7 separate regions of the Mus musculus genome follow, and regions 2, 3, 4, 5, 6 and 7 are each linked to region 1. A link is a contact called in public Hi-C, HiCAR-type, HiChIP or PLAC-seq and promoter capture Hi-C data. All regions are on one chromosome and are shown on one strand. Each heading gives the region's core, a stretch centred on a gene start, on an enhancer-like site or on the middle of the called end of the contact. The rest is flanking DNA. Distances are from core to core; before and after follow the strand shown. Region 1 holds the start of Ctbp1 (C-terminal binding protein 1). Region 2 holds the start of Cenpa (centromere protein A). Region 3 holds the start of Agbl5 (ATP/GTP binding protein-like 5). Region 4 holds the start of Slc5a6 (solute carrier family 5 (sodium-dependent vitamin transporter), member 6). Region 5 holds the start of Mpv17 (MpV17 mitochondrial inner membrane protein). Region 6 holds the start of Gtf3c2 (general transcription factor IIIC, polypeptide 2, beta). Region 7 holds the start of Nrbp1 (nuclear receptor binding protein 1).

The links. Hi-C and Micro-C count contacts between places; a contact is called where the count stands out from the background. HiCAR-type assays count read pairs that join an accessible place to other places. HiChIP or PLAC-seq counts read pairs in DNA pulled down with a chosen protein or histone mark. Capture Hi-C pulls out chosen DNA fragments and counts their contacts.
Region 2: a contact with region 1 is called in an H3K27ac HiChIP or PLAC-seq map of thymic regulatory T cells, with 12 times the contacts expected there. The contact joins the promoter of Cenpa here to the promoter of Ctbp1 in region 1. A contact is called at or near these places in 1 of 39 promoter capture datasets (liver) and 1 of 115 datasets of contacts at active chromatin or transcription factors (thymic regulatory T cells).
Region 3: a contact with region 1 is called in a promoter capture Hi-C map of liver, with 5 times the contacts expected there. The contact joins the promoter of Agbl5 here to the promoter of Ctbp1 in region 1. A contact is called at or near these places in 1 of 39 promoter capture datasets (liver), 1 of 115 datasets of contacts at active chromatin or transcription factors (astrocytes) and 1 of 9 other capture datasets (liver).
Region 4: a promoter capture Hi-C map of liver shows a contact between it and region 1, with 4 times the contacts expected there. The contact joins the promoter of Slc5a6 here to the promoter of Ctbp1 in region 1. A contact is called at or near these places in 1 of 39 promoter capture datasets (liver), 2 of 484 Hi-C or Micro-C datasets (B cells and CD4 T cells), 1 of 115 datasets of contacts at active chromatin or transcription factors (large pre-B cells) and 1 of 9 other capture datasets (liver).
Region 5: a HiCAR-type map of astrocytes shows a contact between it and region 1, with 4 times the contacts expected there. The contact joins the promoter of Mpv17 here to the promoter of Ctbp1 in region 1. A contact is called at or near these places in 2 of 39 promoter capture datasets (liver and pre-B cells) and 1 of 115 datasets of contacts at active chromatin or transcription factors (astrocytes).
Region 6: a contact with region 1 is called in a promoter capture Hi-C map of adipose tissue, with 4 times the contacts expected there. The contact joins the promoter of Gtf3c2 here to the promoter of Ctbp1 in region 1. A contact is called at or near these places in 1 of 39 promoter capture datasets (pre-B cells) and 2 of 9 other capture datasets (adipose tissue and liver).
Region 7: a contact with region 1 is called in a Hi-C map of B cells, with 6 read pairs. The contact joins the promoter of Nrbp1 here to the promoter of Ctbp1 in region 1. A contact is called at or near these places in 4 of 39 promoter capture datasets (hippocampal neurons, liver and pre-B cells), 1 of 484 Hi-C or Micro-C datasets (B cells), 1 of 115 datasets of contacts at active chromatin or transcription factors (astrocytes) and 1 of 9 other capture datasets (adipose tissue).

What each region holds. Positions count from the first base shown.
Region 1 is chr5:33,272,894-33,276,875 of GRCm38.p6, reverse strand. Ctbp1 (C-terminal binding protein 1) reads left to right here and starts at 1,872. Exons shown (of 10, transcript NM_001198861.1): 1 at 1,872-2,097.
Region 2 is chr5:30,664,777-30,668,758 of GRCm38.p6, reverse strand. It overlaps Cenpa (centromere protein A), which reads right to left and starts at 1,873. Exons shown (of 5, transcript NM_007681.3): 1 at 1,646-1,873. The coding sequence starts at 1,730.
Region 3 is chr5:30,886,727-30,890,708 of GRCm38.p6, reverse strand. Agbl5 (ATP/GTP binding protein-like 5) reads right to left here and starts at 1,775. Exons shown (of 16, transcript NM_001374737.1): 1 at 1,185-1,775; 2 at 329-589; 3 at 1-110. The coding sequence starts at 543. Gm35795 (a long non-coding RNA gene) reads left to right here and starts at 1,754. Exons shown (of 2, transcript XR_376844.2): 1 at 1,754-1,862; 2 at 2,715-3,982. It overlaps n-TYgta9 (a tRNA gene), which reads right to left and starts at 2,626; the gene lies at 2,538-2,626. n-TAagc15 (a tRNA gene) reads right to left here and starts at 2,194; the gene lies at 2,122-2,194.
Region 4 is chr5:31,046,159-31,050,140 of GRCm38.p6, reverse strand. It overlaps Slc5a6 (solute carrier family 5 (sodium-dependent vitamin transporter), member 6), which reads left to right and starts at 2,062. Exons shown (of 18, transcript NM_001360022.1): 1 at 2,062-2,175; 2 at 2,342-2,511. Atraid (all-trans retinoic acid induced differentiation factor) reads right to left here and starts at 1,501. Exons shown (of 7, transcript NM_027855.4): 1 at 1,385-1,501; 2 at 561-679. The coding sequence starts at 1,468.
Region 5 is chr5:31,152,217-31,156,198 of GRCm38.p6, reverse strand. It overlaps Mpv17 (MpV17 mitochondrial inner membrane protein), which reads left to right and starts at 1,948. Exons shown (of 8, transcript NM_008622.6): 1 at 1,948-2,008; 2 at 2,457-2,531. The coding sequence starts at 2,462. It overlaps Gtf3c2 (general transcription factor IIIC, polypeptide 2, beta), which reads left to right. Exons shown (of 19, transcript NM_027901.2): 19 at 1-193.
Region 6 is chr5:31,178,292-31,182,273 of GRCm38.p6, reverse strand. Gtf3c2 (general transcription factor IIIC, polypeptide 2, beta) reads left to right here and starts at 2,130. Exons shown (of 19, transcript NM_027901.2): 1 at 2,130-2,390.
Region 7 is chr5:31,238,932-31,242,913 of GRCm38.p6, reverse strand. Nrbp1 (nuclear receptor binding protein 1) reads right to left here and starts at 1,996. Exons shown (of 18, transcript NM_147201.2): 1 at 1,912-1,996.

The DNA.
Region 1 (3,982 bases), core at 623-3,122:
TAAGGGAACAACTGGGATCCCCTTATCACTCTGATAAGTGTGATCCCAGGGAAAGTACAGCTTTGCCAGAGGATAAACAGCTGAGGCAGGCAGGATGGGTCCATTTACCAGTAACCAGTCTAACCTATGGCCTGTGGTGGAGACTGCCAGGGTAAGGGTAAAACATCATACTCTCTTACTGGCACCAGGATGATGGCTCAGGACTTCAGACCTTGAGCAATGCTGAACAGAGTGGAGTGAGGGTGAATGTGGCCCAACAGACACCAGATGCTCTCTCAGGAGCAAGTGCTTACAGGTGCCTTTGGGCAATCCTAAGGTCATAGGGTCTCTTAGGATGGGCATGTTCAGAACCACCTGTGCATCTCCACATCTCTACCTAGTGGCTTTCTACCTCACATCCGCAGGAGCAGACTCCTGCCTGCAGGGACCATCCCTGGAGTAGGAGTCCAAGCCAGTGTGATGGTGACAAGAAGCCTGGGTTTCCGAGGCTTCCTGGGAGGTTTCCGAGGTTTCCTGGGAGGCCCTAAGGGTTTTTTTTTTCTTTTTTTTTTTTCCATTTTTTTATTAGGTATTTAGCACATTTACATTTCCAATGCTATACCAAAAGTCCCCAATACCCACACCCCCCCCACTCTCCTACCCACCCACTCCCCCTTTTTGGCCCTGGCGTTCCCCTGTACTGGGGCATATAAAGTTTGCAAGTCCAATGTGCCTCTTTCAAGTGATGGCCTATTAGGCCATCTTTTGAGCCCTAAGGGTTTTTATACAAGCCCTGATATAATCCCTCACAAGGATGGAGTGATGTGGTGGTCCTAGTCACAATGTGCAAGAAAAAGTGGGAATTTGGGCAGCCTGAGAAGGAATAGGAGGTGTCACTCTGCCATGGAGTTGCTATGTTAGGATGGAACAACTGGGAGGAGCCCTTTGGATGGATCTGTAGGGAGTCACCTGCAGCTCGAGAAAACTGGAACAGACCAGGAGAGACAGTCCAGGATAGGGGTGGGGATTAAGGGAAAGTGTACATCTGCTGGCTTTCCCCCCTAGCCCTCAGTCTATTTAGGAAATACTGTAGCAGGTTTGAGACTCCACCTGTTAGATCTTTTTCTCCATCCATGTCTGCCAATAGATGGAATTGGAAGGTATTTTCAAAGCATTTTTTCTGTAAACAGATGCCCAGGCCCTTGTCATCCCTCATTGATACTGCCCACCTTTCTCAAAGATTTGATTTTCAAAACTCGTAACCATATGGCCTTCAGCATCCTTCAGTTTGGACTGTTCCCGTGATGTTATTATTATTATTATTATTAATTATTATTATTATTTTATTTTATTTTATTTTTTTTTATTTTTATTTTTTTTAACAGCTAAGCGGTATCCCTCGCTACGCCTGTCTGACAGTCCCACCAACAGTCAGTCGCTTACTCTGGGGTGGCCAGCGGGCATCTGTCCCTGCGCACAGATCACTTTCCCTGGCTGGGGCGCTGTCCAGCTCCTGGGTCCTGGGTCCGCGGCCCCAGCTCTAGCGCACAAGGGGCCGAGTGAACCGCTCTCGCTGTCCTCTTGAGGCCCCGGCGACTAGACTGGTAGCGCCCCACGCGGATGGGCTGCTTCACCACTCAGGCTCCGGCCCAGGTCACCGCGCCAAGGAGTGGCAGGGGCGCAGTCCGGGGTACGCGCAGGGGAGGGGAGGCCGGGGGCGGGTACAGCTGGGGGCGTGTCCAGGAAGGGAATCCAGCCTGGGAGGGGCGCTGGGGGTGGGGGCCGAGCGTCGGGCCGGCGGGCAGCTGGGCCCCTGAGCCGCCCGCGTACGTCCAGCGCGCCGCCTTGCCTGCAAACAGCAGACCAACCGAGGCCACGCCCGCGCGCGCGCGCCGCGTGTCCCCGCCCGCTCGTCGGTCGGAGCGCGGCTGGCGGCGCGGTGGCGGCTCGGCACGGCGGTGGCCGGGCGCAGGCGGCCGGGCGGAGTAGCAGACTGCGCCGAAGCCGCCCCAGGCGCAGGGCTCGCGGCGGCGGAGAGCGCCGGACTCATCGGGGCCCGCGGCCACCCGCACCTTTCAATGGGCAGCTCCCACTTGCTCAACAAGGGCCTGCCGCTGGGTAAGGCCGCGCGCGCGCATTTCCGGCTGCGGGCGGGGGGTGGAGGGGCGGGGGCGGGGCGGCCGGGCGCGCGCGGCGCTGGCTTTGTGTGCGAGTGCGCGTGCGCGCTCGCTGCGCGCGCGCCTGGTTGGGGGGGAGAAACCCAGGAGGCCAACGGGTGATGCGCATGCGCGAACTGCTGCACGCGCGTGCGCGTCCCTATTTTCCGATGCCCGCTCGCGACCCGCGCAGGTGACAAAGGGGCCTGTGGTGGTGCGACCCAGACTGTGACCGAGCCGGGCCTGTCTTCCTGGCCCGGGGTCCCGCGAGGATCCTTCTCGTGGACACCCAGCCGGGACCTAGGTGTTCCCGGAGTGACGAGCCTGCGGATTCCGCATGGGCCTCGGGTCGGCAGATCCGGGAGCGGGTAGTCTCTAGAGGTGGCGCTGAGGGAACATGGGTGGCCTACATGCCTATCACCCCTCTGGTCGACTTAGTGATGCTCAGCTTGGCACCTGGATTTGGACCACTTACGTTTTTTTTTATTCATTTATGAAAGTCCTTAAGCCACAGGGGTCCTGCCTGTGGAGGGCAGTCCTTCCTTGGCTGCGTTCCCTGGCCGCGTAGCCTGGCGCACGCGCAGCGAAGACGACCCCACCTTCGGGCGGGGCAGCCGAGAGGTTTCGGATTAGGGAGGAGCCTTTTGCCCACCGTCCAAGTGCCCTACAGTGTCCCTCTCTTTGGCGCTTCCACTTTAATGACCACACGGCTTGACCCCCAGCTCTGTTCTCACAAGGGCACTGCCTTCTTCCTTATAGCCTGAAAGCTGGCAGGGGATGAATCCTCGCAGCGTGTGCTGCCAGCAGGAAATAAGGAACTGTAGGCAGGAGGGAAAAAGGGAGGCGCCCTGTGATGGCCCACTATACCTCTTATCACACAAGGCCATTTTGCAGATCCTGTCAGTTTGTTTCAGGGTGTGGCGGGGTAAGGCCCTCCAGGCCTGCCTTCATCCTGGACTGGTGGTGGGTACTCCTCCCCTACACTGCACCTCTTCAGAGCTGAACTCCCTGGAGGCTCATGTGTATACACACACACACACACACACACACACACACACTTTTGTAGGAAGAGGCTCTGCACCCAAACCAGCAGGGTTATAGTCCAAATTTCCCATGGGGTAGGGAGGGCAGGCCCAGCCCATTGCCTTCCAGAAATCAGCAGGACAGCCTTGCCTGTCAAACCTTTCCTGGCCCAGGGTTATGTCCCTTGTCGTGTTGAGCTTTTGATTGATTAGGACAAATTTGCCTTGTAGGAAGGAAAAGGGAAGGAGTTTAGCTGTCCAGTATTTAGGAAAGTGAACCCAGTGAGCCAGGGTGTCAGCAAGATGATACCTAGCAGTTTTATTCCCCGGGTAGTATGTTCCCTTACTGTGTTTTGCTTTGTCACTTCCAGATTCAGAGCACGTGTCCAATATAAACAGGGATACACAGGATGCTTACCCCAGTGTGATTGGCATGCAGGACATCGGGGCTCCATTATAGAGTTGGACTAACATCTTTGAGACCCCGGGGGAGCATGATCTCTGGAAGAATGATAGCAGGATGTGAATATGGGCTGGGCTCATATGTGTGTTCTCTCTGTTTCATCTGCAACATGGGGTGACAGCTGTGGGATGTGCCAAGTTCAGGGACAGCGTTGTGGTGTAGTGTGGGGTCATACTGTTCTCCGGAACTCTATGAGTTTGCTTGTCTTGTTACTATTTAGGGTGGCAGCTGTGGTTTGAGGCTGCTCTTTCTCTGCATGGCCCTGCTGTATGTGTCAGCCTGGCTTCCACAGATGTCTGAGGGCACTGTGCCATGTTAGTTGTACATAGTGTGGGCTGGGGCCTGTGGAATCCTGGTGGGAC
Region 2 (3,982 bases), core at 624-3,123, 2.6 Mb after region 1:
GGGAGATATGTCTAAGGGCCCACATAAAAGAAGGGTTGGTTGACTTGGGAAAGGAGGGGGCACCTAGCAAGGCCTGAGGCTGAATGGAGAGGAAGGAGGGGGGAATAAAAAGCACCAAATGGCTGGAAGAACAAGGTCAGCAGACAAGGGCAGTAGGAGAGCCAAGAAGTGGGCGCAGCTGATGTAAAACTTTTCCCTAAGATAAGAGTAATGGAAGGTTGCTTCTACACTGGAAGTCCACATCGAACATCAGCTCTGGTCGAGCGGTACAACCATGACCACATTATTCCCTTAGGGGCTCACCATACCTCAATGAGAAATAGAATGTGGTGGTGCATGCCTTTAATCCAAGCACCAGAGAAGCAGAAGCAGGCATGTAAATCTAATTCTAAGTCCTTCCTTACCCCCCTTTTTATTAACAAGCTGCTGGCATTAAGCTAGGTAGGTTCTGAGATATTCTTTTTTTTTTTTTTTGAGGCAGGGTTTCTCTGTATAGCTCTGGCTGTCCTGGAACTCACTTTGTAGACCAGGCTGGCCTCGAACTCAGAAATCCGCCTGCCTCTGCCTCCCGAGTGCTGGGATTAAAGGCGTGCGCCACCGCGCCCGGCGGTTCTGAGATATTCTAACCCGGCTAGGCTGCTGTTACCAGGCTATATGACCCATTATTTGCCATCTGATCTTGCCCTGGCTCTCTCTGGTCCATGTGGGTCCTCATGGCTGCTCTCTTATCCAGACCTCATGAGTAATCCTTCTTCACCCACATGGTCTCTCCATCTCTTCTTCTCACCTGGTCTCTTCAGGACCCTCTGATTGGGAACAGAAGTCCCACTCTTCTTTCTTCTGCCCAGCCAATTGGTTGATCAGCTCATTAACCAATCAGAGGTGATGGAAAACAGTTTTTACATCACATTGAGGCAGTGTCTGGATTGTAACCAGATCTCAGAAATAGTTCCTGAATACACACTGCATACAACCATCCCCAACACAGGCAGAGATCTGTGAGCTCTAGGCTAGCCTAGTCTACATAGCACGTTTCAGGTCAGCAAGCCAAGGCTACACACCGATACATACCGAGTTCCCGTCTTAAAAAAAAAAGGGTCGGGGAGAGGGTTGGGGATATAGTTCTGTAGTAGAACCCTTGCCTAACATACACGGAGTCCTGGGTTCCATCTCTAGTGCTGCAAATAAATAATAAAGAGTAGGAGTTAGAAAGCTGGTTCAGCTGTTAATAGCCCAGGCTGCTCTTCCAGGGGGGCCGAGTTCTCTTCCTAGCACTCTAAAAAAAAGGGCAGCTCACAACTGTAACTCCGGCCCCGGGGTTCCGACGCTCTCTTCTGGCCGTCGCCAGAGCACGAACACAAAATAAATGCAAAATACATGCAAAGTAAATAAATGCAAAAAAAGACCCCGTGTCCGTCAGAATGAGTTTGTCTTTGCTCCAACTCCTTGTCTTGTCTGCATTTCGTTTTTCTCCCTGCTGTAAACCGGTCAGGAACAAACAAGCAAACAAACAAACAAATAAACAAAAAAACCATTACCCCTACGCGAGGTTAGCGGCAAGCCGTGACCAGGAACCGTCCCTCTACAGGCCCGGCCCCACAGGATGACCGCACCGGCCTCGGAGGTGCAGGGCAGGCTCGCTTACCTACACTGGAGCTCTGTCGCGAGGGTCCAGGCGCCGGGCTGGAGGGTCTCCTCCTTGGGGTCTGCGGTTTGCGACGCGGGCCCATGGCTGGCCTCGAGGGGCCGGGTCCCGCCGCCTTCCCTAAGCCTTCTTGGTCCTGCTGCCGAAACCGAACGCGAGCAAGCCCAAGGTGCGCGTCAGGACCGCCAGAACTCGGTCGCCAGCAGTTCAAAAAATCACCCGCCCCTCCCACCGCATCTTTTAAATCCCAACTTTGTGACTCTCAGTGGCTGGTTCTGGAAAGCCAGCGTGGAGCGACATCCAGATAAACCAATGAGAATAAAGGTCTGAAGCCAATGGGTACTTGAAGACGGGAAGGAAGGCAGGATTTCCCCACCCTTTTCCTGTTGATCTCTTTTTCAGATGCCCTCTGGGCAGGACGGCTCAGTTCTTACGTGGGTGGTGGGTTTGTAGAGCTCACTTCCTCAAAAGTTTTATGCTTTTCTATCAAACGTTGAGGTGGCTTTAAAAATACGGAAACAGATGCCCAAGAATGTGACAGCTCCACACAGCACCCGTGACACTCCTGAAAGCAACCAGCAAATATGATTCAGAAGCCTGGTTAACTGCATGACCTTTTCAGAAGATAGGGTCGTGGGGACAGCCAGGACGGAGGAATCTGAGGACAAGGTCCAGGCAGGGCAGGCGCCAGCACTATTATTGGACCATGCTATCAAACACAATGACAGAATTGCCTGAGAAAAAAACCGGCTTTTCCTTTTCTCCCGGGAGTAATATGAATTCAGGTCATGGCTCCGTAATTAGAATAAAGAGAATTTCGTCATTTTGCTTTTTTGAGTTTTCTAAATGATCTATCATGAACGTGTACTCTAATCAGGAAAATACTTATATAATCAGTGGTTTCATAGAAGCCTGGTGGAACATTGGGGTGGGTGGTGTAAAATGGCACAGCTGCTATGGAAATGTGTCATGGTTCGAATCTGAAATGTCCTCCAAAAGTTTGGTGTCCTCTGTGCAGCAGTGTTCAGAGGTTGGGCCACAGGTGCTCTGACTTCATCTGTGTATTCCTTTAATCCCAGCACTTGGGAAGTAAAAGCAGGTTTGTTATAAGGACAGGGCCAGTAGACCTACATAGTGAGTTCCAGACTAGTCAGAGCTATGAGCAAGATTTTATCTTATTTATTTTATTTTATTTTTGTCTCAAATAAACAAAAGACCAACAACCAACTCGTTCAATCTCCAGTATTTTACCAACAGACATGAAATTTAAACATAGAATTACTATATGATCCAGAAGTCCATATATATATATATGAAGACATCAGGATCCTCAGCAACTGTTAATTAGTCAGATAATATCCGTGTATGAAGTCTGCTCTAGACAGATAGCCCTTTAGTAAACTAGAAGGAGAAAGCTAGATTGAGGACAGACTCTACGATTCATAAGAAACTGATGATACTACCTATATAACTGTAATGGTGTGTGGGTTAAGGCATAAGAGGAGGGTAGTGCTTATTAACGTACGTAGTTTTGCATATTTTGGCTTTTGAACCAATCGGACTGTTGTACTGCAAGTGGGGGTGGGGCACCGGAAGAACGCAGGGCAAAATCCGAAATGAAGATCCACAGCTTGTATCTTCCTTCACCAGGCCGGAAGGGGAAACAGTGGAAGTCTGGGCCAGATGCTGTGATTTGTGGTTTCTTCTTTGGGTACCTGGCTGTCACTGGTGTACTGCCAGGAGTCAGGAATGGGGGTCCAAGATTTTACCCCCCTCCAACATCTGGGCATGCCAGGTGGAGAGGTCGAGGCAGAGCCCAGGATGAGTGAAACCTGGTCTGACTGGGAGTGAGGGCAGAGCGTGCTGGAAGAACTGGAGAGGAGAAGACCTTGCTCAGGGGTCTTAGGCGCAGCTCTTTAGTCAAAGGCCTTCTTCACCTCGTTTCTGAATGAAACAACTTTCTGAGACAATCTTTGCTTGCTCCTATTGCTTTATTTAATGATGGATGTGAATGCATATACTTTATTTGGGGTGAACCAGGGATTATATACCTCTTGTGGGAAGGAATATCTAGGAAGGGGCGCTCATTGGCTGAAGGCTCAGGGCTATCTAGATATCTCATTAGCATGGAGAAGAACTATAGATGTTGTGCTGGGTGACTCAGTGCCTGAGGTCTTCAGTGGAGTATCATGGTTATGTGTTCCAGAGCAGGTAGGCATGGCTCCACTTCTACCAGCCTGAGATCTCTCAGATTCCTGGGATCTGAGCTCACTCAACCATTCTAGTTCTTATGTCTGTCTGGTAACACGGTCCCACATGCCGTATATTAAACTACTA
Region 3 (3,982 bases), core at 526-3,025, 2.4 Mb after region 1:
AGGGGGCCATGCCCTGGGAATACAGTTTGCTTTGCTTGTTCATGTTCATAATGTTGATCTTGATAAGCTTTCCTGGAGTCCCTCCCCGGACACTGAAGTAGAACCATGACCTGAGAGCCAAAAGAGAGACCAGCTGTTGGCTGTGGGAGGGCCAGGGAGAGGATGTGGGGAAAGCTGAATCAAATCAAGTCCAAACAGCAAAGGGCTATCTGGTAAGGAGGGAAGGGGGGAGGGTTTACAAGAGATACTGTGCTGGTGCTCAAAGTCAATGCCTGACTATAGGATGCATCCAAGCACTCGGCCTTCCCACCCCCTGCAGTCCTCATACCTGTTGCCATTTTCATATTCCGTTTCAGCACAGTCAGGCCGGGTCCACACGTTGAACTCGTAGTCAGGGGAAGCAGCAGACCCACTAGCGGGGGCTGTTGCCACCCCTCCTACGCCTTCCCCATCACTAGACACAGTCTCCACCTTTTCCACATGGGCTAGGTTCCCTGAATCAAAGCGAGAACTGAACAGCAATCCCCCACAGCGCAGCTCCATGGTGGGGCTGGGAAAGCATCCTCTTGCCCCACACAGGCCCTGAGAGCTGGGGGGAAAAAAAATCAAAGTTGGGATAGGGAGGAAGGGCAGAAAATGAAACAATGTGTTTGGTATGTCTGGATAAATGAGAAATGTCTTTTCTACTCTATGAAGCAAAACGCTCTTATTCATAGAAAACCTGGAAGTAGCCTTTCAGTAAGATCAAGAGAAAGCACAACTCTGTCCCTGGACACCCAAGGAGTATGAGCGACCTAAAAACACCCTATTTTACTACATCACCACCGTTCCCCAATCGAATGCTCACTAGCTTCCTTAGTTGAGTTGGAAAACGCTAGATTCTCAAGCTTTTTAACAACCTAAGAGGCAGAGACTCGAGGTCGGGTGGTTGCCACTGACTCTATGAGGGAGAGGCCATATTAAAATTTCCTATATTGGCTTTGTACTGGACAGCCCGGAGCAAGAAGAACCAAGTTTCTAAGTGTAAATGGTAGCTTCCTTTCTTTACCTCTTTTGTCTTCACAAGCACCGACTGTAATTATACTCGTTTCTCGGAGACCTTGAAGAGCGTTGCTACCACCCCCTTCCTCTACTACGCCTATTATGAAAACGTAGCCTATGCCCGGCCAAAGCCACTTGCTCACCTGCCCTGAACCTCAGTTCCAATTAGGGTCTGTTTCCATCCTCCCGCCCTGTAGACACGAGCCCGTGCAAAAGCTACCCTCGAAGGTGTGGGTAACGGGCGTCCTAAGCACCCCTAGGAAGGCTGGGCCAGTAGAGTCCCGCTTGGAAGCAGCAGGCAGCTCCTCGATTCGCGAGGACCCTCGCGCTGCCTGGCTTGTCCAGGGCAGGGTGGGGTTTGGAAGCGTGGGAGGGGTCGAGACAGGTACACTGGCGGACAGGAAGGCGGGTCCTAGGGGTCAGAGGTGAGGCCACAGGAGCAGAGGGAGTCAACCAAAGGCGGGGTCGGCGGGCCGGCCGCGGCAGGCCGGGGGGCGGGGTGGCATTCGACGGGGGCTCCGGCAGAGCGGGCTGAGAAGGGGGCGGGGCCTGCCGGCGGGGCCGCAGTCCACGCGAAGCCCCTCACCTCTCTCCGGGCCGCTGCTCCCGCTCCCTCTCCCGCTAGCGAGGCGGCACCTCGGGCCCCGGCACCCGGGCCCTCCACCCGGGACCCACACAAAACCAGAGAGCCGCGGTGCCGGGACCCCACTCTGCCAGGAAACAAGAAGTCTCTTGCCTATTGGCCGCAGCTGCAGCTGGCTACCCGCCCAGTAAAGCGCACTGCCATTGGTCGCCACGCAGGGTTCCGTGCACGTTGGCAGGTACCTGTGAGGGGGCCGTTTGGGGGCTTCCGCGGGCCACCGCCGTGTGCGGCTCACTAGGCGTCTTCTCTGTAGGCGGTTAACGGCCCGCCTCCCCGAGGCGGGAAAGACAGAGCAGTGAGCAGGAAACAGGAAAAGACTTACCTGTGAATAAGAAAATAGCATGTGAAGCCGATCTTTGTTTACCGTGCTCCTAGCTCTACTGTGTAACGAAACGTGGACACAACAGATCATGAGCCTGATGGTGTGTAAAAGGAAGTGGAGGATGCGGGCATCGATCCCGCTACCTCTCGCATGCTAAGCGAGCGCTCTACCATTTGAGCTAATCCCCCAGCTGTAGTGCTGTACCTTCCTGTAACCTTTACAAGGTTTCCTGAGACTCAGTTTTCTAATGTAGTTCACAATATAAAGTAGGATGGAGCCCTCAGCAAGATTTTGAAACAGAGCCATGTAATACATACATAAGCAATAAGGACTTTTCTTGAAGTACATGTCACTATAGCTTTAACACCTAATATGCGAACAAGGTACGTTGTACTTCGACTACTTAACTGCTATATGTACTCAAGGGGTTTTCAACGTAGCCAGGAAAATACACTGCCTATCCTCAAGTAAGCGTTTCCCCCACGGAGCAATTGACCTAGGGTGTAGGTAAACTAAAAGTAGTGCACGAAGTCCTTCGAGCCGGAATCGAACCAGCGACCTAAGGATTACCATATTGTACTGACTACAGTCCTCCGCTCTACCAACTGAGCTATCGAAGGCCCCGCTGCGTCGGGCTGCTGCAGTTTTCCCTCTAATGCTTACCAAGATTTTTTTTTTTTCCCTAATGTGTTTCTGCGTAAACTAAAGGATCCCGGGCCAGAAGAAAGGCGGGCTTGCAGGCTCGCACCCTGCGGCAGGAGCTCGCCGTGAGCCGGATTGAGGCTAAAGCTGGGGCGGCCTTCCTCTCGCTAAGCAGACATTAGTTTCGGTGTTTGGGACTACGAATGCTGCTTCTGCTCCAGGTTTCCTTTGGTTTTCGGCGTGATGAAAGTATATAAAGCATGTTGTTCTGATGATGCGAAAGACATTCGCTCCGTCAGCTGAAGTGTCGGGGTCCATTCACCGAGACCCAGGCCAGAAGGGAAGACCGAGCCACGGGAGCGAGGGACCCCTATGCCCTGGACGCTGGGATGCAGCGGCGGCCCGGACTCCTACTCTCCGAGCCCACTGGCTGGGTGCAGTCCCAGGTCCTGCCCTAGTCGCTTATAACCTCGCTTTTATGGTCGAGGTCTGGGAAAGGTTTCCGCCCCACCTGGGCTTCACTGCCAACCAAGTGTCTTCTCTGCCGTGATGGGTTGACCCCTTATCTGGCTCACGTATTTGTTGCTCTTCCTCACAGGGCCAGCCCTCTATTGGCTCACAGAAAGCTCACCCATTTTTTTAAACAAAGGAACAAACTCAACGCCCAGGTCCTCTGTGCAGTCTGCTCTGACTGGCGGAGTGGTTGGGTCCAGGAACCCTCCCCCAGTCGCAGTTCTGAAACACCCAGCTAGGTAGAGAGGTGGTTTGAAATCTTACTTAGATTTCATTCTGATGGGGGGGGCGGGGGGGAGCGTGTTGCTACCGTGACCAAAACTCATCTGCCTATAGTTCTCAAGGCATGCCCTTAGCATTTGAAGCAGTTCATATTTCTCTCTTTCTCCTCCTCTCCTTCTTTTCCTCATTACAACCCCCTACCCCACTATCTGTCTCTCCCTTGTTTTATTTTTGTGAAGCCTTTAAAATTTGAGGTTCATATAACATACTTATCCCTTTGTTTCTCAAGTCTACAGCACCAAGTATTCCCAAAGGGGTCTTCCACCTACACTGATCAGGGAAAGTCCAAGTGAGCGTTTTAGTGACCTGTAGTACAATCACAATGTTGTACAAATGTCACCTCTCTATTAGAGGGCTTGTTTGTTTTTAATGTTCAGGCTGGAGCCCGGGACCAATTTTTTCTCCAACTCGAAGAGATTCGCCTGTTTCTGCATCCAGAATTCTGAGATCAGAGCATGCACCAGCACATCCCATCAAAACTTTTAAGTCACTAGGAAGAACATTCATTGCCTTTCAAGTAATCGCTCCCAGCTTCGCTT
Region 4 (3,982 bases), core at 813-3,312, 2.2 Mb after region 1:
GAACAACAATAAGAAGAAGAAGGAAAAAAAAAAATTAAAGGCTGGAAAGATGGCTTAGCAGTTAAGAGCCAGTATTGCTCCTACAGAAGACCTGAGTCTAGTTCCCAGTACCCACACTGTATCTCACAACTGCCTATCATTCCAGCTCCAGGAGGATCCAAGGCCTCTGAAATTTTCCAGCACCTGCACTCAAGTGCCTGTACCCAGACAGTCAGACAGACAGACAGACACAATTAAAAACAAAAAAATAAAATGAAGAAAAATTTAAATGTATTTTAGTAAAAATAATACAAAGACTTAATAATAAAACTATTTTAAATGAAGCCACAAAAGCCTATAAAATGGCAAAAACTATGATTTGTCATTCAGGGAAAAAAAAATCAAAAGATCATTTACTTATCGAAAAATCATCAAATTCAAATGTTTAGAATCGAGCATTAAATGTCTCCACTTAGGTACTAATATTTATCCCCAGAGCCTGCTAGGCAAGTCTGTAGACTCCAGTCTGGGAACTCTAAAAAGTTCAAAAGAATATTCAAGGATGTCTTCTCCTCCCTCACCCCAAGATGGTGCCCTTCTGATTCAGGCAGCATCGGGCCTGCATTAGCTTCGATGTATCCTCACAGTAAGCAGCCACTCTGGACAAATTGTGCATACCTCCCGGACACAGGGTGCATATCTGCAGAAGAGAAAGAAACCTGATTAAGACTCCAGAAAGAAAAAAAAAAAAAAGAACAAGTCAGTAGCCTTTCCAGAATTCCCATAATGCAAAGCGGAAAAGTGCCTTTTGTAAACAGAACCCATTTTTTTCCCTTAAAACCCCCGCACCAAATCAGCGCACTGTACGAGAGAAGATCCTCGTGTTTGTGCATTATTACTTGACTATACTGTGTCCTCTCCAGAGACTTCTCCACCTGACAGGCATGGTTTGGCAAGTGTTAAAGGGCTGCAGGTACACAGCGTACTCAAGCATCACTATATATTTAGATAGATAGATAGATAGATAGATAGATAGATAGATAGATAGATAGATAGATAGATAGATAGATAGATAGTCGTGCCATTGCACCACGCACAGCATTCGTGCAAGGAGAGCTGGCAGAAGAACCCTGGGACTCGTCTGGGAAGCACTATTTAAAATTATTCAAAAGCAAGGAGATCAAATTTCAAAGGACTCTGAATGTGGGCAGGGCGAAGGTGCTAGTGGCCTGCACTACGTGAGTACTGGACAACACCATCCCCGCAGGCACAGGGCCCGGGGAAGCTTCAGGGACAAAAATCTGAGCTTCCGACTGGCCAAAGGGACAGACACCGGCGGGCGAGCTGGATTCCGGGCTGACGGCCAGCAACCTTCTTCAGCCAGATCTCAAACTTTCTTCTGTACCTCAGGTAGAGCCAGGGCCCTCTCCACGCCCAGAACCAGGAGCAGGGCGGCCGCCCGAGAGCCGCCTGACTCCCGAGACGCCATTTCCCACTGCTTTCCACCGTCTTGACAGCTCGCGAGAACCGAGCGCGAGGCTCCGCCCCCAGCGTGTCACGCGCCAGCCTTGAGGCGAGGCTTAGCTTCCAAATCCTGTCACTCTGGGGCGTGGCCTGGTCCGCCCGGGGCACGAGCCGTGGAGCCCGAGGCGTAATTTGCCCGCAGGTTCGGGCTGCTCGCGGAATTCTGAGCTCCTGTCCTGCGCTTGCTCGCGGTGGACAGACCCACCATCTCTCCATTCTTCCTGGAGCGCAGGCCTGTCCAGTTAGCGCTTAGTTGCCTTGAGCTACTGCATGACCCTCAGCCCGGTGCGGACGCCCGGGCAGCTCCATCCGCCCTTAGTAAACATGGCGGCGCTGGGACCCGGGAGGGCGGGGGTAGGGGGCGGGGTCCTGCTGTCCCGCTGTCACCAAGTCAGGAGGTGCGAGCCGAGCCGAGCCGGGCCGGGCTGGCCTGCGGGCCAGCTGCCCTCATGTGGAGATCTCAAAGGTGGGCAGGGCGGGTGTAGGATGGGCCGGGCGAGGCGGGGATTGGGCAGGGCCGGAGAGACTGAGTTCAGTCGCCTGGAGGCGGGACTGGAAGGGGCGGGGCGGGGTGAGCCTCTCGGTGTGGGCTTTGGGGAAGGTCTTAAATACTAGTGCAAAGTCGTGGGTTCGCCACGTGCGGAGAGAAGGGGAAAGCTGAGCCGAGAGAGGGTAAGGGTGATGGAGGAGTGAAGATCGGAGGGCGAAGGGCAAACGCTGGCAAGAGAACACGAGCCTGGGAACCCTTCACCTTAATGTTGCGTAGTGTTCTGCAGCCCGGGCAAGGACGCGAAGCGGGAAAGACGCTTCCTTAACTCATGTTCTTTGCCTTGCCAAGGGGGAAAAACCAATGCTGGTTTCGGAAAGAACGTAGGAACTTTGGTAGCCCTGGCCGAACCACCGACGCAAGGCAAGCAGAACAGCAGCAGGTCTGACTGGAAGGGCGCTGGGAGAGACCCATCACACCTAAGGGGACAGCTATTGCTCTGGGTGACGACTCCTCAAAAGGTAACTAGAGACAATTAGAGCTCATCTCAATTAGCCTGCCAATGCTTCCATTCCACAGGCTCCAGGTATCTGCCTGGAAATCCTGAATTTGCATTTATCAATACATTTAGCTGGTGGGATATCTTGTTTTAATGAGAAAGGCCATTCAGATCTTGAGGAATATTAAGCCCTAGATATTGGTGACAGTTGGCCCTGCAGGTGTTCCCTTATATTTCAAAGGGGGAAGAGGGTGAGGACTTAGCTCTGGCATTCCTAGTTAAGTCTTGTCCCCAGTACTGAAAGAAATGAACCCACAAACCTCAATACCTTTCATTGCAGATAAGTCCCATGCAATGTGAGACCTTTTTAAAAGACATGTCCACTGTTGTGAATCAGTGGAGTTTGTAGAAAGCCACTGTTCTTTTCCTAGAATTGGATCGTATGAAAGTTGTGTTACTGCTGGCTTGGCGTTTTCCTGTCTGCTTACCTCTTCTTCCTCTATCCCAGAGGCTTCGTGGTTTCTCAACGCAGATAATTAATCAGGAAACTCTAGAAGCAGAGGAACCAAATCGGTACTACCCGACCACTTGGTGTTTTATTTTGAGACCGTGTAGCTTTGGTTGGCCTGGAACTCATAGAGATCCACCTGTCTGCCCCCTGTGTGCTAGGATTGGTCTAGAAGGGTTTTTTCTTTATTTTTTGTTTTGTTTTTGTTTTTGAGACAGGGTTTCTCCGTGTAGCCCTGGCTGTCCTGGAACTCACTCTGTAGACCAGGCTGGCCTCGAACTCAGAAATTCGCCTTCCTCTGCCTCCCAAGTGCTGGGATTAAAGGCGTGTGCCACCATGCCCGGCTTGTTTTGTTTTTTCAAGACCGTATTTCTACAGATATGGCTGTCCTGGTATTCACTTTGTAGACAAGGTAGGCCTTGAACTCTAGAGATTCCTCTCCGTCCGCCTCCAGAAGGATTAAAGGTGTGTGTCACCCTCCTTGTCTATCCTCCTCATCTTCCCATAGCAGTGACAGCTTGCCAAAGAGAAAGAAAACTCAAGGTGTTGCAAAATATCAAGGCCTGGGGCCCCTTTAGGTAAACCAGAGCCCCTTAGAATCCTTGACCCAGAGACGGTAGAACATGTGGCCCAAGTTCAGACTTTTTCTTTGTCCTGTGAGGCTTATAGTTCAGGATTAGTCTGTGGGAACCGCACCCTGCCAACTAGGCAATATGTGCCCAACTGTTTGAATACAGTTCAGAAGATGCTCTGTTTCCTTGGAGGGCAGGGTATATTAATCTGTCACTAGAATAGTTGAAATCTATACTGTTCCATGAATGACTGACTACAGTTAGCACTCTGTTCCTTTCTTAGTCTTGGGACTAGTGAGATTGGAGCACTGGTGAATACCTGTGAAAAATTCTTTTTTATTGTGTGTCTGTATGTGTGTGTGTGTGTGTGTGTGTGTGTGTGTGTGTGTGAGTGAGTGCTGGTGTGAGGAGGC
Region 5 (3,982 bases), core at 699-3,198, 2.1 Mb after region 1:
AGAGAGCCAAGTAGTGAGTCCCCTTCCTATACAGAAGAGGAAGCAGACCTCTAGGACAGTAAGGTCCTTACACAGCAGAAGGGCCCATAACTGCATTAGTGTTAGGAGCCAAGTGTTATAGCACTCTGTTGTGATCCAGCTCAGGCGGTGTCGGGCTTGCTTTTTGAACTAATAAAGAAGTGCCTTCCATTGCAGAGGAGCTTGGCTTGTCCTGCAGAGCAACCCATCCATACAGCACATCTGTATTTCCCTACTTCCAGCGTTAGAGAAGGTGGAACCTGGGGGGGGGACTAAAGGCTGTGCCAGCGACCCTGCTCCTGGTGTTGATTCACGCTTGAGCTGAGAAGTAACTGTGGGGGCAATATTTTCTGTTCTGTTCTTTCTCCTCTCCCACAAGCCTTTTCTCCTCAGTCCTTTCTTCCCTATCTTCCTTCCCAGTGTAGCTGTTCTTGGTTCTTGCTCTTCTTCCTGTGTGCCTTAGCTTATTCTGTTGCCTTTGACACCAACACCTAAACCTATGTGTCCTTCAAGATCTCATCTCGGCTGGGATGTAGCTCAATGGAAGAGCATGGACTTAGTGTGTGTGCAAGATCCTGGGCTCACTTCCCTCCTGGTATCTTCTCCCCTCCAGAAACTCCCAGGTCAAACCTCACTAAGGGACTTTTATATTTCTCTAGTGGGAGAGAAGGGAGGATAGATAAATGATATTAAGCATTTTCTCGGTTTGGGGTGCTTTTCATATACCCCTGAGCTCCATGGGGTAGGTACTATTTTATGTAATGACAATTAGGTTCTGAGAGGTTAAGCAATCTGAATAAGGCTTGAATCCATATCGCTTAAAAACACCTTCCAATCTTGCACATTTGGACTCCCTTATTATGTCTACTAGTGAAATTCTTTTAGCATGTTCTGTACACAAGAATCTAATTCCCCTGAATTCTTACTCTCTCTAATAGAATCCATCCTTCATTAATCATACAGGAACTGACTAACTGAGCTGGGGGTGGACAGACATCAAATAAGTTGACCTTTTTCAAGGCTTGGAGACGTATACATCTTTACCTACCTCAGGAAGGGATTTGCAGGGAGTTGGGTGTTAAAACTAGAGGGAGATTAAGATTCCTAAAATGTTTTTTTTTTTTTAAATATAGTTTTATGCCTCTTTGCTTAACATGACTAGAAGCCGGGTGTGGTGGCGCACTCCTTTAATCCCAGCACTTGGGAGGCTAAGGCAGGTGGATTTCTGAGTTGGAGGCCAGCCTGGTCTACAGAGTGTGTTCCAAGACAGCCAGGGCTACACAGAGAAACCTTGTCTTGGAAAAACAACAAACAAAGCATGACTCTAGAAACCCATAAAGCAAAACAAACCCTCCATTGAGTTGCCTCTTGTACAGCCCTAGAATTCAAGGAGCCCTGATTGCAAGACAGGGTCATTTTACAAAATTCATGACCAAACTTAAGACAGCTAGCACGGGCGTTCTCAGGTTCTGCTAAGCCAGTGGTTCTGAAAGTTGACTGCTTGTCCAGAAAGATTTTTCAGACAAAACTTAAAAATTTGGTATAAAGAACAAGGAAAAAAAATAGAACAAGTCTGAGTTCTGCTCACTTGGGAGCTTGGGTATACCTGCACTACTTCAGCATTCAAGTTTCCAAACTGAGAAGGGCGTCTAGACCTGACTACCTCCGGGAGACTGACAGTCTGGCCTGATAGTCTGGGGAGAACGAGGGTGGGGGGTGGGGGCAGCCGAGTTACAGGGAAGCACAGACTGTCCTACACCGATGTTTGGTGCAGTCCACGAGAAGGGGGCTGCCCACTCCCCTTAAGTGGTCGGCTGAGCCGCCTCGCAAGGGGTATCAAAGGCCCCACCCACCTGCATTCCTCCTGGACTGCTTGTGTCCAAACAACAGCCCGGCCCGCAGGCAGACGGAAGAGGCGGTGCTCGATACGGAAGTCCCTGGACCAGCTTCGGTCACGTGAGAGAAGGTTCTGCGCAGAGCTGGCACTCAGGTGAGCGGAGGTTCTTGGCATTCAGAGACTTGAAGCACTGTGGGTTGAGAGTTCTTGCAGGTCATGTGACCTTACAGATCCAGGTCTTGGTTTATTTCTGGTGTGTAGTTACTCTTATAAAGGAGATTCCAACTGAATCTGGGGACCTATCGTGTTTACTTGGGGGATGGAACCCAGACTCTGGATGGAAGCCAGAGTAAGTCTAATTTCATGAGTGTCTTAATCAGGACTGGATGCCTTGCTTCAGGACCAGGACCAGGTTACTCAAAACTGCTTCCTTTCCAGATGAATAGTGACCACAAGGCAGGGGCACGGCCCAGTAAGCAAGCTTTCTGAGGCCTCTGTCACTTGCAGAGTTTGGAAGTAAGGAGAGTGAGCATAAGGAAATGGCAGGCATGTTCTTTACTGTGAGGGGCAATGGGAGTGACTTATCCTCTTGGTTTGACAGGGAGCATGGCACTCTGGCGAGCATACCAGAGAGCCCTGGCAGCACATCCGTGGAAAGTCCAGGTTCTGACAGCTGGTGAGTGTCACTCTGGGACCAGAGTATAATTAGAGCAGCTGATTTGAGGTGGAGGAGGAGGCCCATATCACGACACCACCTACCTCCTCCAGTTTAGCCCCCCCCCCCCGGAAGTGTTTCCCTTCTCCTGAACTATTATGTCTGTTTTGGAGGGTGAGCTGTTTCTGAGACCCATGCTGGAGGGGAGACGAAATAGAGACGTGGCTCAGAGGTTAACAGCGCATACTGCTCTGTAGAGGATTCTACACTATGTCATGTAGCTCAGAGCCACCTGTAGCACCAGCTCCAGAGAGCTCTGTCACCTCCAACCACTTGGGGCATCTGCACTCACTTGCACAAACACACACAGTTTAAAATGATAACAATAAATCTAAAAGAGAGAGATGCACAGTCTGTCGAGCAAGACTTAAAGTCCTCAAGAAATTAGGTGATAGTTTCTGTTTTTGTTTTTCAAGGCAGGACTTCTCTGTATGGTCCTGGCTGTCATGAAAATCTGTGTGCCAGGGTGGCCTTCAACTTAGAGATCCACCTGTCTCTCCTTCCTAAGTGCTGGGATTAAAGGGATGTGCCACCACTGCCTAGCCTAAGTAGTCCATTCTTAAAAAGCATTGCCCCCAAGAGACCCCACCTTGGGAAATTAAATGCTTTCCTCTTATACTTTATAGTGTGCTGAGCACATTGTCTCCATGCATAGGCGCCTCCAAAGGTCTGTTAGCAGGAATGAGTCCACATTAAATGACACACCTAACAAGTGCTGAAGTAACTTACTCCATTTTTATACATAATGTTTATTGTGAAGTGTATAAAACAGTCATATATCTAAAGTTTAAATCATATTAAAAGGGAATCCTTCAGTAATCAGCTTTGGAACTCTGTTGGATCCCTCTCTTTCAATTCATATATTCCAGTTTTTATTTCATTTTTAAGACAAGAGTCACACAACCCTGGGCTGACCTAGAATTCACATTGTAGCCAGACTGGCCTTAAACTTGCAGCTGTCTCTTCTCAGCCCCCTGAATGCTGAAATTACAAATGTAAACCACTACGGCTGGCTAGATGGCCACTCTCCTAAGCTTAGCTTACATCATTGTTTGGCTTTTCTTACAAACATATTCTCAGTACACTACCTGCGGCTTTTTTACTCTGTCAGCGATGAAGTAGCAGCTTCACAGAGCGCCTCCAGTGCCTCTTTGTATCTGTTCCACCCTTCCTTTTGCTGGCTACTCATTGTTATGACTGGGGCTACTCTGAGGTCGTTTGCTTTGAAGCACATCTTAGGTTCCTCCGTGGCCAACTTTTCAGGCAAATCTGAAGTTTTTTCATATGCATACAGAAGCCACAGCATGAGGAGCAAAGTGCTAGTTCAAGGAAGCCTCAGCAGGCCTCTGAGCATCAGAGCATCAGAGCATTGCAGTGGGCGGTCAGGTAATAAACAAGGCTTGCCTATGCTT
Region 6 (3,982 bases), core at 881-3,380, 2.1 Mb after region 1:
GACTTTATTTATTCCTGTTTACAGTATTCAATATTGTAATATTGGATTAAAGGTGTGTGCTGAGGCAGAGGCAGGCGGATTTCTGAGTTCAAGGCCAGCCTGGTCTACAAAGTGAGTTCCAGGACAGCCAGAGCTAAACAGAGAAACCCTGTCTGGAAAAACCAAAAATGTGTGTGCTAAGGCTGAGCCGCACGACAAATAAAAACAGGTTTTTCCAGTAAATAACAATCTGAGGTCACAGTATGATCAAATCCTGCAACAGTTCTGGGCAGTGGTGGAGCACGCCTTTAGTTCTAGCACTTGAGAGGGTGAGGCAGGCAGATTTCTGAGTTCAAGGCCAGCTTGGTCTACAAATTGAGTTCCAGGACAGACAGAACTATACAGAGAAATTCTGTCTCAAAAAAAAAAAAAAAAAAAGAAAGAAAGAAAAAGAAAACAAAAACAACAACAAAAAAAACCCCAGTCAGACAGGGGTGGAAGAGAGATCTCAGTGGTTAAGGGTGTGTGCTTCTCTTTTAGAGGACCAGTTTCCCAGGACCCATGTTAGATGGCTTCCAGCACCAAGTGACCTAACATCCTCTTCTGGCCTCGAAAAGCACCCACATGAATGTGAGCATAGTTTCTCTCTCACACGCACACAAGAATTGATAGACATGGAGGTTTGTGCTTGTAATGAGAGCACTTAGGCTGATGCGGAGCCGTGATGCGCTCCAGACCAACTATGGTATTCCATAAAAGGGAATTTCAGTATAAATACATACGCTGGACCAACAATGAGAAACAGATCAACTGCGTGCAGGGTTAGTTAAGCTTAAAAAAGAGCCTTCAGGCTGGAGAGATGGCTCAGCATTTAAGAGCACTGACTGCTCTTCTGAAGGTCCTGAGATCAATTCCCAGCAACCACGTGGTGGCTCACAACCATCCGTAATGATTCTGGTGAGTCTGAAGTCAGCTACAGTGTACTTAGATATAATAATAAATCTTAAAAAAGAAAGAAAAGAGCTTTCACTTGTTGTATCTTAAACTTTGAGAATCTTTTTCCAAAATCAAAGTTATTTTAAAAAAATTTTTTTGTGTGATAAAACCAAAGAGAACTTAACCAGAGGCAGGATTTTAAGAGATGTTGTTCATCAAAGCACTAAATCTGTTACTCCCTATAAAATGTTTAGGAGCTATTATCTAAAAGAGGAAGACAGCCATTCAAAATGCTGTCATTTGAGCATAAGAGGATGTCGGAGAACTGGGTGTTCTCTTTCTTTCCTTTCAGATTTTGGCTAAATCCCTTTTTCCTTTTTTAATTGGTAGGATACAGGATTACCCTGGTAGAACCTGAATTCCTGAGCTCAAGAGATCTTCCTGCTTCAGCCTTGAGTACCTAGTCTGGGAGTTGACGTGCCCCATTGTTTTCTCCCTTTCTCATTTTTCTGAGACATGGTCTAATATAGTACAGGCTGATTTCCAATTTCCAAGTAGTCATGGATCACGTTGAACTGCTAATCCTCCTGACTCCATCTCCGGAGTGCTGGGATTATAAGCGTGCACCATTACTCTTTGTAAAGATTTAACCAAGGGAATAATTGAACAAGACTATTTAGAAAGGGGAAAGCTGCCATATTTCACCTCTTCCGGTTCATTTTAATTCGCCCTCCTCCTGGGTAAAGGCAGATCTGTGAAAGCTACATGGTTTTAAAAGGCTGAAAACCTTGTTGCTCGGAGGCCACTTCCCAGTGAGGGAGTGGCGTGAGGCCTGGGTTGATGCTCTCTTTAAAAGCGCAGCCTACCCACCCAGGCTAGGCTCCCCCCGCTCTTTTCTTCCCTTGGCCTCTTTCCAAGCCCTCCTCTTTATTTTCTTCCTGTCTTGGCTCATTCACTGGCAGCAGAAAATCAGGAGATCTCTGGGGGCGAGGGATTGTCTCCTAGTCCGTCGAAGCTCGGGACTGTAGTTAAGAATCAGGTGTGGTCAGGCTCTTTTCTCCACAAAGCCAGCAACCTGGGTGGAAAGGCAGGTCGGAACGCTCGGCGACAGCAGAAGCGCGACACTTTCCTCTTCAATGCTTTTCCACAAGGCTGCTGGTGGAGCTGCGGTGCCGCGCAGGCGCCGACCTCCCCTTCCGGTCGCTGAAATTCCCAGAAGGCCCTGCAGTGTCCTAGGGCCGCGGAAGCCACGCTCCAGCTCGCGGGCGTCGGAGGGCTCAGTGCCGCGCCGCGCTGCATTATGGAACACAGAGTTTAAAAGAAAGCTCGGCAGGAAACGCGTTCCAGACCAAGCTTGCGTTTACCTTGTCTCGGGGGCGGGGCAAGGAAGAGCCGATCAAGATTTCGTCATAAAACCGCGACCCGACAGGCGGCGCCATCTTCGAACTTGGACTTCCGGAAGGACTTTGGCGCGGGTGAGTGTACCGCAACGGGGTGTGCGGGGGACCCAAAATTACTCCTCCCATTCTTTTGCCGTAGCGCTAAGGCAATGGGAACCGATTCCCGATTCCCGTCTTACTCCCGCGCAAGACAGCGCGCCTCCTAGCCTTTGCGCTTCTCCCGAGAACCGTCGAGCTCTCTCCTCCGTCCCCACTGGGGCCACTGAGCATCCCCCATCTCTGCCAGCCGGTCTTACCTTCTTCCCCAATTCGGTGTATGTAGCGCGGTAAACTGGACTCAGGTTTCTGCACTGCTTACGTTGAACTCGTTACGTTGGGCCTTCGGACTTGGGTGAACCTGCAGTTATCTTAAGGCTTAGGGAAATCAGGGCTCGCCTGGGGCTCGAAAGCTGCCCCCACGGCCAGGATTGGGGAATGGCAGGTGGTGGTGTCTCTGTCTGATTGCAGTCAGTCCTCTTGTGCTCATTCCCTCTTACTGTGTCTCAGCCTTTTCCTCCAAGTGGCTCTAACCCCGGGGGTTGTGCCCCGCGCGCTGCAACCCCATTGGCGCAGCCAAGGGCCAGTTATGTTTCCTTATACTGGTCCTTTTATCCCGCGGCAAGTTTGCCGTCTTTTGGACAAGACAGAGATGGCGACTTCACCCCCACAGGAGGTAATTCACTTTTCTGGGCAGGTTTAGGACATAACCAGGTCTTTTTGCCCTTGGAGGTACATTGATTGTTACATAAATTCAAATTAACCTTTGCTTACGTTACCTTTTACCGCTTACCGCTATCAACTGCAGTGCCATTTTTCCTAATAGTTTTAAGTTGTTCTATTCAGATTTACACTCTTTAGTTTCTAGCAGTATCAACTGAAAACGTGAGTTGCAGGTTTTTGTACAAATAATATGTTTGTTTTTGGACCAGTAAAATTATCTGATAAATCACCAGTTGCATGATAGGAATACTTTGGGAACCAGTGTATTAAACAGTGTATGTGAAGTGAGTCCGTGTTTAAGATGAAGTATTATCTAATTGTTTTTCTTTTGCCAAAGTAGTCAGGTTAGCAACCTGAAGCAGCAAGGAAATCAGACAGTATGGGATATAAAAATCCTAGTTAGAATTTACTGAACATTTCTTCCTTTACTGTTTAAAATTTGTATTGTCAGATCCTAAATAGGAATTCTACCATTCACTGCCACTGCCTTTTACTAGAAGTGAATTTTTTCTTTTTTTTTTTTGTATTTTTTTTATTACGTATTTTCCTCAATTACATTTCCAATGCTATCCCAAAAGTCCCCCACACCCTCCCTCAGAAGTGAATTTTTAAAAGGATTTTTTTTTTGTATGTTGAGTCACTCACTGAAAAAAGTTATATACTGATTCATGCATCGAGTTCGAATAGTGTAGTAAACCAGGAAGGCAAGATCTTACAAACTTACTTAACTTACTTTCTTATCTTTATCTTACAAACTTTCTCTTTTGGTTTTTCAAGACAGGGTTTCTTGTGTAGCCCTGGCTGTCCTGGAACTCATTCTGTAGACCAGGCTGGCCTCGAACTCAGAAATCTGCCTGCCTCTGCCTCTCAAGTTCTGGGATTAAAGGCATGCGCTACCACCACCTTCC
Region 7 (3,982 bases), core at 747-3,246, 2.0 Mb after region 1:
GGGTGCTTGAGATAGATCAGTGAATTAAAATAAATGAAATGCCTACACTTACCTAAGCACAAATTAAAAAAAAAAAAATCAAAGACCTTGTTTCCAGCTTTCCTTTCATTTACATTGCTCAAAGGCTCTGACTTTTCCAATCTCTGAGGCACTAGATCTGATACCAGTTACCTCCTTCAGAAACAAATAATTCAAGCTATAGTTTTTATAGGTAAAGTACTAAAAATAACATTTCTATAGGCGCAGAGTTGCTTTAAGAAAAACCTAAGTTTCTAATTAACCCATACCAAAAAAAAAAAAAAAAAAAAAAAGGGACAATCAAATGAACACAGACTGTAAAAAAAAAACTGAAACCTGTGTGTGATTAACTCAAGGAAGAGCAGTCTAGTAAGAAAGCGATACCCTGGAAAGTAAACTTGCACTCCAGAGTCAGTTCAGAATACCTAAGACCTGCAATCAACACCAGAATGGCCATACAACTCTCTTGCGACCCTTTCTACGCATCTCTCCCCAGCCTATACAGTTTTATCTGAATCGAGGGACTTGTATTAACGCTCTAGTAAACGCAAAGAACACTACGGGACGGGGGCGGGGGAGGGGAAATCTGGTAGGATACTTCCCCACTTTAATTTCTAAGGAAAGTCCTTGAAAGCCTCCTCAGTCTGCCAAGACAGCTATTAGTTGCGTGCATGTCTTAATAAACCACTAAAAAAGATGAGTTAAGGATCACTTTTTCCTCCGTCCCCTATCAAAGAGCTAAGAAAATAATAAAGTCTGTTTCAGCTACATTCGCAGAATGTGCATCCAATCTGAACGGATAAGTGAAAGTCTAGCGAGATACAGAATATACTCTGGAACGTCAAAGCCCATGGAATCTAAAACTACAGGACCAAGGAAACAGGCAGCCCCTCCACGGGGCACTTAGAGAAAAGATGAACTGTCATCAGAGACAAACATCCAGAAAGCACATTGCCCTCCCAATCATGTCCCAGAAGGTAAAATAAGAGCAGTGCCTAAAGATCTCCAAGCACTCCCGCAAGAGATGCAGAAACGTGTGCAACACTGGGGGTTCTGCCTCAGAGCTGCTGGCAGTTTTAACAGGGATCACTGTGGAAAAGCTCATTTGCATCGGTGAGGGTATCTCCTCGAAGCCTCTAGCTACCCTGAGGACGCATAGTACATTCACTACAGGGCATTGTCTGTCATCTCGCAAAGTTGTTCTCCCGGCTTCCATTATTAGTTGAAAGCCCTCTGCACATCACCCCGCATAGCTCGCAGCCACAGGCCGCTCTGAGGAAACCCAGAAAGCCTCTGAGGTCAACAGAACTGCTCAGTCGGAGAGAATGCAAGCTCGGAGGGAGGAGGCCCTCAGCTTGTCAACACTCCAACAGGTCGCCCGGCCAGTATCTGGAAGGAAGCGGCGGCGGACAGACAGTGGCCGGCCAGGAGACCGAGCACCACAGCCACCTCATCAAAGGCCAGCCCTGCCCCGCCGTCAGGCCGCAGACCACGCCCCCGCGCTCGGCGCGCCGCCCCGCGAGCAGGCCCGGCCCGGACGCCGCGCTTCCTTCCGCAGGCCCTCGGGCCCGGGCCCCCGCCCCGCCCCCGCCCGCGCCGCCTGCCCCGCCTCTCGCGGCCAGAGTTCCAAGAGAACGCCGGGGCCCCCCGACCCGCGCCCGCAGAATTCCGGGCCGCCGCGGCCACGCCGGAGACACCAGGAGGGCGGGCGGCGCCCTGGGGCCAAGGTGGCCCCTCAGCTGCGACGGGCCGGGCTAGGTCGGGCCTGACTCCCGAGAAAGCAGGGCCGCCCGACAGCACCCGCCGGCCGCGTCCTGCCGGCCCGCGGCTCGGGGTCATCCTGCCGCCCTTCCGCGAGCCCCTCCCTCCAGGGCCTCTTTCTCCGGAGCTCACCTCCCGACTCCGCGCCCGCAGCCTGCGCTTCAGCTCCAGCTCGGGTTCCGGGGCCTCGGATCCCAGCGACTCCCTCACAGCTGCGCTCCGCAGCGCAACCGAACTGCGGGCCCCGCCCTCGCGGCGTCCGGACCAACAGTGGGCGGTGCCGCACCGCCGCCAGGTTTCCATTGGACAGGGCAGCGGGGGGCGGTTCCCACAGACCGAGGCTCTCAAGGCAGTCTACTGCCGGGTCTCCTCCCCTTGCGGGGTTCCGGCAGACTGCCTGCCAGCGTTGTCTTCTTGTCTCTCTGTCCATCCTCCTCCCAGTCGAGGTGCCCCCAAGTAATTCTGCCGGACGAAAGGAAGGCCTTCTCTCTCTTCTTGAAAGCGCCATGACAGTCCTAATCCTCTAAGAAGACAAAAGGAACGGAAGACGCAGCCTTTCAATCTGAGGAACGAACCCACCCACATTCCCCATTTGGGAAAGAGACAGTGCACTGGTCATCAAATTTTCAGAAAGCTTTTTTTTAATCGCTTAACATGAAAACTAATAGTTGCTGATTTGCATAACATTATTTACCCAGACATAACCTGATTCGACCCACATAAGGGAGAACTCATTGAAGTTATCCAATGATAGTTGGCAAATTCGAAAAAGAAACAAAACAAAACAAAAAAAAAAAGTTACTCAAATTTAAGTTGACATGAGTCCAAAATAGAATCCGAAGTAAGAAGATCCATCAAAACTGTCTTTGAAAAGGTATTATTTGGAAAGAGTTTACATTGTCTGTGAGTGTAAAGAATTACAATAGATTCTGGGTAAGCCATTGATCTTAGAAAGTTAAAGGCAGAATTTAAGAGATGTATAATACCATTATACATGTATTATCAAGGAAGAAGGATGAATCATCTGAATCTGAGAATGTCACAATCACCAATTTTACTCTCCTTAAAGGGACTAGTTAATCCTAGTTCACGGGTTCACACAGAAATCCTATAGAGACTCATTTTTTTCTCATCTCTTCACTTTAAAATGCTTGCTTTAAAAACTGAAATTTCAACAAGCATGCCAGAGAGATCTCTGTGAATTCAAGGCCAACCAGGGCTACATAGTCTCAAAAACAAACTTTTTTTTTCACCCAGCATAGTAATGCATACCTGTAATCCTATCACTCAGTAGGCTAATGCCGTGAGTTCAAGGTCAGCATAAGCAATAGAGCAACAACACTGTGTCAAGACAAAATAGAATTCTGATGTTGGATTAAAAGATGCACTTACCTAAAATGTATAGCACACCATTTCAAAGTTTGTTCTAGTCTCAGAAGGGTGCTCATCCTCTCCAGATTAGCCTTTCTGCCAAAGCCATTGTAACTCCTGAGCCATGGCAAGCATTCATGACATATCTGTTCATGCTACTTTAGTTCCTATTATTTTCTGTCAGTACTATTTCAAATGTGCACAGAGGATCTTTTGGCAACCTCATTTTCAGTTATTTTCTCATGTATACCTAAAATGACCAACTGCTGCCTACATTTTTACCACCTCACTTATGTTTCCTGATTACAAAAGTAATAAATACTAGCCAGATGATGGTTGTGCATGCCTTTAACCCCAACACTCCGGAGGCAGAGGCTGGTGGATATCTGTGCACTTATAGCCAGCCCGGTCTACAGAACAAGTTCTAGGACAGCCAGGGCTACAAAGAGAAATCCTGACTTGGAAAACCAAAAGCAAACAAAAAATAATGAATGCTTATTATAAAAACTCAGAAATTAGCTTGACTGTGGCCCAAGCCTTTAACCTCAGGACTCAGGAGGCAGAGGCAAGAGGATCTCTGAGTTCAAGGCCAGCCTGGTCAATAGAGTTGAGTTCTAAGACAGCCAGGTCTACACAGAGAAACCATGTCTGTGAAAAACAAAAACAAAAAAGAAATTGATATGGAGACAGAGCCTAGCAATTAAGAGCACTCTCTGCTTTTGTAGATAACCCTGGTTTGGTATATATACATGGCAGCTCACAATTATCTGTAGCTCCAGTCTGAGAAAATCTGGCACCCTCTTTTGACCTCCATGGAACCTAGGCATGCATA